Linked DNA regions of Gossypium hirsutum: region 1 is linked to region 2. Evidence: chromatin contacts called from public Hi-C data. All regions are on one chromosome and are shown on one strand. The core of a region is the stretch at or near the end of the contact, and the rest is flanking DNA. Distances in the headings are between cores, read along the strand shown.

The links. A called contact is a pair of places that touch in the nucleus more often than the background predicts.
Region 1: a contact with region 2 is called in a Hi-C map of leaf, with 2.1 times the contacts expected there. The contact joins the promoter of LOC121213801 here to the promoter of LOC107917730 in region 2. A contact is called at or near these places in 2 of 34 Hi-C or Micro-C datasets (both in leaf).

What each region holds. Positions count from the first base shown.
Region 1 is chrD01:8,005,397-8,010,280 of Gossypium_hirsutum_v2.1, reverse strand. LOC121213801 (translation initiation factor IF-2) reads right to left here and starts at 3,580. Exons shown (of 2, transcript XM_041086927.1): 1 at 2,978-3,580; 2 at 2,158-2,747. The coding sequence starts at 3,494. The coding sequence ends at 2,359. It overlaps LOC107917724 (B3 domain-containing protein Os07g0563300), which reads left to right. Exons shown (of 12, transcript XR_001689807.2): 10 at 1-74; 11 at 364-464; 12 at 545-843.
Region 2 is chrD01:7,856,445-7,861,195 of Gossypium_hirsutum_v2.1, reverse strand. It overlaps LOC107917730, which reads left to right and starts at 1,650. Exons shown (of 2, transcript XM_016847017.2): 1 at 1,650-2,113; 2 at 2,204-3,142. The coding sequence starts at 1,873. The coding sequence ends at 2,994. LOC107917729 (receptor-like protein kinase THESEUS 1) reads right to left here. Exons shown (of 1, transcript XM_016847016.2): 1 at 3,203-4,751. The coding sequence ends at 3,513. LOC107917575 reads left to right here. Exons shown (of 2, transcript XM_041086925.1): 2 at 1-133. The coding sequence ends at 133.

The DNA.
Region 1 (4,884 bases), core at 2,331-4,830, 150 kb before region 2:
CAATTGTTGGGTTAGATTTCAATTCTGATTCCTACCCCACACTGCATTCTATCTATATAGCCTGAAAAACTGAGGTATCTTCCTTTCTTCTTTTTTCTTAAAGCTGAGATAAATAAATAGATATGTTCTACAATTTAAATAATGAGATTTATACACATTCCTTGTCTCTGGCTGGTATCTTGTATTCTATCAATGTTCTTACAAGAATGGAGTGTTTGCAGTAATACTGTTGGTTCTTTTTATTATGTTCACAGGTCATACCTATAAGAAACGATTAATTGAGGATGGTTTTAAATGACAAAAAGGCCAACTTTATGATTTGGTAACACACATGCTAATCTTGCACAATTTCTGGTATTGTAGGGGGATGCAGTAGCTACCAAAGTAAACATGTAATGCAGTAGGTACCTTGCTCAATCCGTTCTGGATTTCCGTATCCTAACTGGGAATGTTTTGGAATTCAGGTCAGATGTACAATTTTTTGTATTCACAATTTGTTTAATCTGATGAAGATTGTAACTTGAGACTTATTGGATTTGGTCAGATTGTTATTATCTTTCCTTCAAAGAGAATTTTGTACAACACAGTCCAACAGCAATGAAGTGAGTGCTGCTGGCTCCGTGCAATTATCTATAACAGCACAAATCATGAGGAAGTGAATAATGTATCTGCATATATACATATATATTCTCTGTGTCGTGTTAGTCTCTTGCTGTATATCCTCTCGAATCAGAAGGATCCTTGGTTTGAACTGTAAACGAACTCAGTTTTATGAGAAGAGTAGAATTTGGAAAAAAGAAAAACAGCTTATGATGAGAACTTTATAAGCTCTTTTTTTGTGGATGATGATTGTTGTTGTTGTTGTTGCTGTCTATTTGTTGGTTTCCATGGGAAAATTAGGGGTCCTGAAAGGCTGTGTGTTCCTTACACAATGGCAAAACTATGTCAATTAGGGTTCCTGAAAGGCTGTGTTCCTTACACAATGGCAAAACTATGTCAATTAGGGGTCCTGAAAGGCTGTGTTCTTTACACAATGGCAAAACTATGTCAATTAGGGGCCCTGAAAGGCTGTGTGTTCCTTACACAATGGCAAAACTATGTCTTAATTTCAGTTACAAGTTGGGTCAGAATGTTTTAAGAATTCATATGAAGTGGAAGCTGACCGGGCCGACATAGGTCATTCCCAACTAGCAAAAACTTGTTTGTGCCCGATCCAACAGGCCCAATAAACCTTATTAATAACCATTTTGGACACATGTTCGGTATCCATTAATACTTCAAAAATTATTTTTACCGATCAGTGTTGAGTGTAATATTAAATAGTCAAAAAAGAAAGAAAGAAAATCAGGTTTGAATATTAAAGATCACTTGAAAAGAATAATTACGAATTTCTAAAAAAATAAAAATGGATTTTCCACAGGAAGAAATCCATCATATTATGACAAGTTTCCTTCCAGTTAGTTTCCAAAATAATTAACAAATTTCTATTTAGTATCACAAATAATGTGTCACCTTCCAAGAGAAAAAAAAAAAAAACAGTAGCAATTTCAACAAATATGTATATATTTGAGATGCTAAATCTGAAGATATGCGAAGCAGATTCAACCAAACTCGACCAAATCTTTGACAAATTTTGGACATTACAATAATTTAATGGCAGGAAACGAACATCGTATAAGATTTTTGGTAAATCTAAAATGATGCAAATGAAATGACATCAACGTAACAACAACCCAATATGTCCACTAACCTAAAAACAAGGTAACACTGCAACCTCACCATTAATAAATGCAATGCATTGCAAGCGGTTTTTTAGTGACATGTAGGGGACGCCATTGGCGTAATCTTATGCATGCTATAAATTATGAAATACTATCGGTGAAAAGTTTTACGTAAATTTTTTAAATATATATATTAAGTGTAATTTTGATTGAAACTGTAAAAAATTGAAATAATAAAAATTTTGATGTATTAAATTCAAATAAATTATATTTATATATATATTTTTTAAAAATATTTTAAAAATAAATAAATAATGTATTTAAATGGATTTTGAGAAATTAAAGATCTGTATTATATAAAATTTGAGAACATCCATGCATAATCTAATGTTATTTATTTTTTTATATGTATTTGAAGGACATGCAGACCGTAATATGGCAAATGCTGTATTTGAGCTATTACACAAAATCATGGAGTTCCAATGATCAACATTACATTAAAACAAAACTAGAAGAAAAGGAAAGTCAAAAGCACCTTTACAGAGCAGGAACTATTTACCCCCACTTACAAAAAAGGTAAAAAGTAAAAAATAAGAGAGTCCTTTTACTTTTTAACCCCAAGAGGTCAGTAAATTCTCTACTGTGCCCCTCTTCTAAGCATTTCCTGATACTGATTCAAAGACTCCTGCCTTTGCAACCTCATTTCCTCATTGAACTTCGTAATAAACGCTTCCACTCGGCGGTTCAATTCGTCCTGACTCAACGAAGGGTCTTTCTTGAGTTTTCCTGAGCCAGAGGATCGAGCCAGTGGCGGTTCCCTGGAGTGTTCGTTGAAGGTATCAGATTTCTTCATGGTGTTGGGGAGAGGAGGGGGAGGGGTATTATGGTCCTTTTGAGTGCGTTGTTCCCAAGTGTCGGATTTCTTCAGGTGACGTGTTAACGGCATCGGACGACCCTCCGTGATCGTTTTCCACGTTGCCTCCAATGTATCGTGCCGTTTTGGCTTCGACACTCTCAAGGCTTTCCCTGCAAAATTTTTGCACCAACCACCATCAAATTTACTGTTCTATCCTTACCGTTACAAATCTATAGTGCAAAATGAAATTCGTACACTTGTAATAATTTTCGCATTTCTACTTTGATTTAAATTGAAATTTGATGTAAAGATTAGGGATAATTTCGACTTTTCACGTATATTCATAATCGTTTCATTTTGAAATCTCATGCGAGAGGTTTAGAGGTTTTAGTAGTTTTACCTTCCGTGGCCGCTTTCACAGCTTTCCGCTGACCGAACCTCCTCGCCACCGGCGGCTTCTCCGCCATCAAACTAATAAGCTCCATAGATTCAGTCCTCAATGGTGCCGGTGCCGCCTCCGTCACCACTTTAACTTTCTCCTCTTCCACCGTTCTCTTAATCTCCTCCGCCACCAAGACTGTTGCTGCAGGAGTTCCGTAACTGTACTCATTGCTAAATACTTCGCTTGGAACCTTGAGCGCCGGCGAAACTATCTCCGGCGAAGGATTAATTTCTTCAGTAGACTCTGGTTTCTGCGCCTGGAGCTTGGAAGAGGCGACGATAGAGATGATGATGCCGTTGATAAGAAGGTAAAGGTACGGAGGCCGAAGAAAAGAGAGTATTAAACCGTAAATTGAAGGAATACCAGACGTTACAAACTGAGTCACCGATGGAGCTGAAACTTTAAGCAGAATCGCTACGGATATGACTCCAGTTGATATTAGCGCTGTTTTGAGAGAGAGCATTAGAGTAGCCATTAGTTATAGCAGAACAAAAGAGCTAAAAAAATTTCTCGAGAAAATAAGGTGAGAAAATAAAAACTTGTAGGTGGAAAGGGGTGGAGATTGAAACTTGAAGATGGTGAAAGCTATTTTTATAGGAGAAGTGGAAGAAGGTTTTTGTGATGAAATCTTGGCCGTCGAATTGGAGGTTGACGTGGGGCCAGGAGATACGGTTTAGAGAGGCGACACGTTGGCAGGCGGTGACATGGGCTTTCATTTTCCACGTGGTACTGTGCACATTTGGCGTACAGTCGACGTATTTGTTTGACTTGGAGATAGACCTTACGGTTTCGAAAACTCCACACAACCTAATTTAATTATTATAAAACTCGATTTTATTTCAACCTTAAACTAAAAAAACTTAATTCAAAAAGGGCAATATCCGAAATAATTTGAATTTAAAATGTCATAAATTTATAATAATTAGAACTAAAAATAATTATGTTGATACAGTCCGACAAAATAAAAATAATGGTAATGTAGCATGGTTTATCTTGCTTAGGGTAAGAGAAAGATTCGTTGCGTGTGATAGTTAGAAGATGATAGTTATGGGTTTAAGTAAGTAGTGGAGAGAGAGATCCCCTTTCACAGATGAGGTTAAGAGTTTATATATTCTTAACAACGATCTCAACGTGTCACGTGTGATTCCTCTGTTGGTGATCTTAAAGCAAGTTGGCCAAGTAGCTTATCACCATAGATCTAAATAGAGTGGTAATTTGACACATTGTTAATCATTTCAGATGAGACATGATGGTTAATGCCAAATATGATAATTAATGTACAAGATTCACGTGATTGTGTAATTGAAGAGTATTTTAAAAAAAAAGTATTTAAGAATCTTTCTAGGGAGTAGGTGCTTGAAGGGTGTGTTCGAGAGGTAGAGATATAACTAATCCAAATCCATAATAACTGGATTAAAAAAATTCGAATCTCAAACTTAAATAATTTTAACTCAAAAATTTCTAGAATTGAAATGATATAACAAATCTAAAATATATATATTTTTTATTTAAATCAACGTTAGTATAATAAATCAACAACTTAAAAAAATAAATAATCAAAACCATTTAATAAACAACTTAAAATTCAATTCTCAACAAGACCTTTCTTTTAATGTGAAAAGAAATTGTAATAAATAAATTCTAGGTTTACATTGTTAACTTAAATAATAGCTGGAGAAAAGATTTTAGTATTTAATAAACAACTTAAGTGAATATGGAAGCAATAAAATATTAGCCATGCATTAATCATAATTAAACAAGGAGACAAGCTTGTAAGAGCAAAGACCAAACTGCAATTATCAAATTGGGTAGTTAAGGACAACATTGTCTCAAAAACCAATTTAGGTACTAAACAATTCCAACAA
Region 2 (4,751 bases), core at 401-2,900:
TCCAGACTGTTCAACATGCTTGTTCTCACCAGAAACTGGTTCAAATGAAGAGACCACATCTCAGACTGAAATTCTCACCCTCGACTGCACCCGTGGGGCTTCAGCTGGATATGGCATTGTTTGCAAGAAATAAAGTCATGGAATGGTAGCTGTTATCAGTTAAAATAATGAAAGCTTAAGCTATATAGACTGACAATAATTCAATATTTTCATTTCTAAATGGTTCTTCATTCATATATATTGTCTTTTATGTAACCTTTTTTTTTTCAAGATACCGTCTTTTATGTAACACATATATATCTAATCTTTTAGTAAAAGATGTTGACCAATGGATTTCCTTTAAGAAGCTCAGTTTCTATGGAAGACTGAAGTCATCCTTTATACCATAAAGAAGTTAATAATATTTTACCTTTATTTAGCTGCCTCATTTAGATTGTGCTATTAAAGAAAAATTATTGATGTTATACGTAATATATTTTCAATAGCAAATTTTTTTAATTTTATTTGTGAATTTTAAAAATTTGATACACAATTAATTAATGATTTTTAATTCACAAAATAGTAAAATATAATTTAAAAAGAACTTAGTCAATGGAAAAGAGCTCCTCAATATTTAATTTTATTTTTATATAAAAATTAAATTAAATCAAGTTTAATTTTATTATATTGATAATAAATTTTATTTTTATTTTTAAAAATATTTAATATTTTAATTTAAAATATTATATTTTTCAATATTATTAAAAATACATATTTTATTATCTATATTTATTCATATAATAAATTATTGATATAATTTATTATTTTAATAAATTATTTAATACTTTGAATTTATTTTAATTGAAAATATTCAATATTAATATTATATAATAAATATTTATTACAATTATAAATATATTAATAATAAATGTTTTGTAGTATAAAAGTTAAAATATGTCATAATTCTATGTACTTTTTACAAATTTGCAATTTAGCCTTTATACTTTTATTTTCAAGAATTTAATCCTTCTTTTCAGATTTGAATATCAAGTTCAATTGTTGATATTGATAAATTTTTTTTGTCAATTTTGTTGATGTCACTTTTTTAAATAAAAAATACTCAATTAGTAGTCATATAACTAAAAAATGACGCCTGAATTTAACAAAATATTTTTAATATATGCAAAAATAATGTAAAATATAAATTTATAAATATAAAATAAACTCAATTAAACAATGAAAAGATAAGAAAATCGCAGATGTATGTTTGTTTCATAACTTTTATAAAATATTTTTAAGAAATCTCTCAACAAAAATAGAAAATATTTTGCATATATTCATCTAACACCAAAAAATATTAATTTTTTCAAGAAATTAAGTCATTTTTCGAAAATCATTTTCTTGAAACTATTTTCAATAAACAAACAACCCAATTTGAGTGAAACCACAATTCAAAACCAAATTTATCGATGCATGTACTAGTTGATATTTATATAATTCATATGAAAGATAGCCCAATGAAATGACTGCAATCAAATAATGTTCCTTGCTGAAAATTCTGTTTAAAATTGCCAATGAGGTTTAGAAAGGTATTCAAGCCATCCCACATGGGGTTGACCAAAAACAAGTCACTCAACAATGAATCCATCCTAGTCCTAGACCAACTTAAGAGATTGTCAACAGCCAATTTTTAAATCACAAATACGAATCCCAAAGCATTGACCAAAACTATACAATCCTGTGAATGCTACAATGAGACCATGTTCTTGCTTCAAAAGCTGCTAAATTATAGGATAAGTAAAGATTCTCAGAAGAGATTATAAATCTCTGAAAGTTGGGTTTTTACTTTTAAGGCTACCTTGTGGAGTTTAGGCTTCTTTTAACAAAAAAAAAATGAAGATCATTAGCAATGCTTCCTCATTGATTATTTTGTTTCTCTTCATATCAGCAGCATCGGTGCAGATTCATGGGCAGGGTGTTCCAGAACGTAGGACTTGCTTTTCACGTAGGAGTCCTTGCTTTCTCAAGACGATGACATGCCCGTCTCAATGCCCATCGACGAAGCCGTCGGATCGGAAGGCAAAAGTTTGCTATGTTAATTGCGATTCCCCTATATGCAAAGCTGAATGCAAAAGTAAACAGGAAAAAAAAACAGATTAATCATTTCATGTTGAACTTATTTAAAGTGTTGATACAATGTCTGGTTTTTTTTTCGTGATTGTAGATAGGAAGCCGAACTGCAATGCCCCTGGGGCAGCATGCTTGGATCCTAGATTCATCGGCGGTGATGGCATCGTGTTTTATTTCCACGGGAAGAGCAATGAGCATTTCAGTTTGGTATCGGATCCTAACCTCCAAATTAATGGCAGGTTCATTGGCCTAAGGCCAGCAGGCCGAACCCGGGATTATACTTGGATTCAAGCAATTGGTGTCCTCTCTGGATCCGAAACCTTTTCTCTTGAGGCCAAACGTGCAGCAACTTGGGATGAGGAATTTGACCATCTGAGGTTCTCTTACAATGGGAACGTAATTGTCGTACCGGAAGGCCATTTATCATCATGGAAATCCCCGGAAAGTGACCTTACAGTGGAGAGAACATCTGACAAGAATAGTGTCTTAGTGACTTTACCTGATATTGCTGAGATTTCAGTAAATGTGGTGCCGGTGACCAGGGAAGATGATCGTATTCATAACTACCAAATACCCTCTGACGACTGTTTTGCTCACTTAGAGCTGCAATTCAAGTTCTACGGTTTATCTTCGAAAGTTGAAGGAGTACTTGGTAGGACTTATCAGCCGGATTTCATGAACCCTGCAAAACCAGGCACGGCAATGCCAATAGTTGGAGGAGAAGACAAATATCGAACGTCATCACTTCTCACTGCCGATTGTTATACCTGTAAATTTCCTCCAGCCAGAGCATCGGACCAAAGAGATTCATCGCTGATGGACTACAGCCCTCTAGACTGCACCAGCAGAGCCTCTAGTGGGAGTGGAATAGTTTGTAGGAGATAAATCATGCATTTTTTAGAATGACAGGTTGGATTGCAGTTTAAGGATATGTTGATTTTGAGTTTGTCTGAATATGATAAGATCCAGTGTCGAATGTTCTGTAGTAAATCCAATTTGGCAGTTCATCAAATAAAATAAATATGCAATAAAATTCCTCTTTTATCTCACAAGAAAAATAACTAAAATAGCCATAAATTGTGAACTCATGCAGTGAGCAGAGAACAAATGAGATATATTCCTTATCGGGTAACTGTGTAATAGTAACATGAATTAAATCAACAATAATGGATATTTATGGTACATTACATGCAAATTTCGGATGGATATAATTGGTAACCATCACTCAACTATATTACAAACTAAATATATTATGGATGAAAATTTGATGAGAAATAACAGAATAATTGTAAGAAAAAAAAACCTTCATTAAACATCTTGGGATTTTTCCAAGTATTCTCTCAAGCAAAGCCAGCAAGGAGAACCAGATTTTTAAGCAGGATGTCCATTGCCGGAATTACCGTCTATCTTCCACGAGGATTTACGAGTTGTGAAAATACTGCACTAGTAGCGGCATCTTCAGCATCATCATCAGTGCCAGAATTACCGTCAATCATGCTCACACTGTTATCGAATGGCTCAAGTGGTGTCTGAATGGCTGGGATATGGTTGGTACTGTTATCATCTGGTTCCATTAGTGCTGATGAAGTCTCTTCCAGCTGAAGAGCATATTCAAGGTTCCATAATACATCTCCCATGGATGGCCTGTCAACGCCGTGCTCAGCCAGGCACTTTTCAGCTGTCTCTCCGTATTTCTTAAGAGAAGCGGGATTCACTTTCCCCACCAGATTAGAGTCCATGATTTGATCCAACATACCTTTCTTCTGCCAAGTCATTGCCCATTCCGCAATATTAACTTGTTCTCTCGGGAGAACTGGATTTAAAGCTGGCCTAGTGCAGAGAACTTCCATCAGAACAACCCCAAATGAATACACATCAGACTTCTCTGTAAGTTGCTGCCTCCGGAAATATTCAGGGTCAAGGTAACCGAAGCTACCCTTAACAGCAGTACTCACATGTGTCTGATCTAAAGCTGGACCAGTTTTTGAAAGACCAAAATCTGCTACTTTGGCTACAAAATTCTCATCCAAGAGAATATTTGTTGTCTTCACATCACGGTGAATAATGCTTTGGGCTGCACCAGTGTGAAGATAATGAAGTCCCCTAGCAGCACCAATACATATTTCAAGTCGTTGCTTCCATGACAGAGGAGGTAGATTTGTTCCATAAAGATGACTTCTAAGGGGTCCATTAGCCATATACTCGTAAACAAGAATCATTTCCGATCTTTCATCACAATATCCAATAAGAGAGACAAGGTGGCGATGGCGAAGTTTAGATAGCATTTCAATTTCGGTGCGAAATTCAGCAAGACCTTGTTCGGATCTGGGGTTACCTCTTTTGACAGCAACTTTAGTCCCATCTTCAAGGGTTCCGGTGTAGACTCTTCCGAAACCACCAACTCCGAGAAGTAGGCTCTCATCAAATTTGTTGGTAGCATCAAGGATTTCTTGGAAGGAGAAGAAGCGGCCAAGATTGGAGGAAGCCAATGAAATGCAGCTTGCTGTTCCACTCTTCTGCGATGTTGTGGACATTTTGGTCATGGTCAGCGAGTTTCCATACAAGGGCAAAGGTAACCATGGATGTCCTTGTTGAGTATCTTTCGACTTCCGTGCCACCAGGCAACAATAACAGAATCCGAT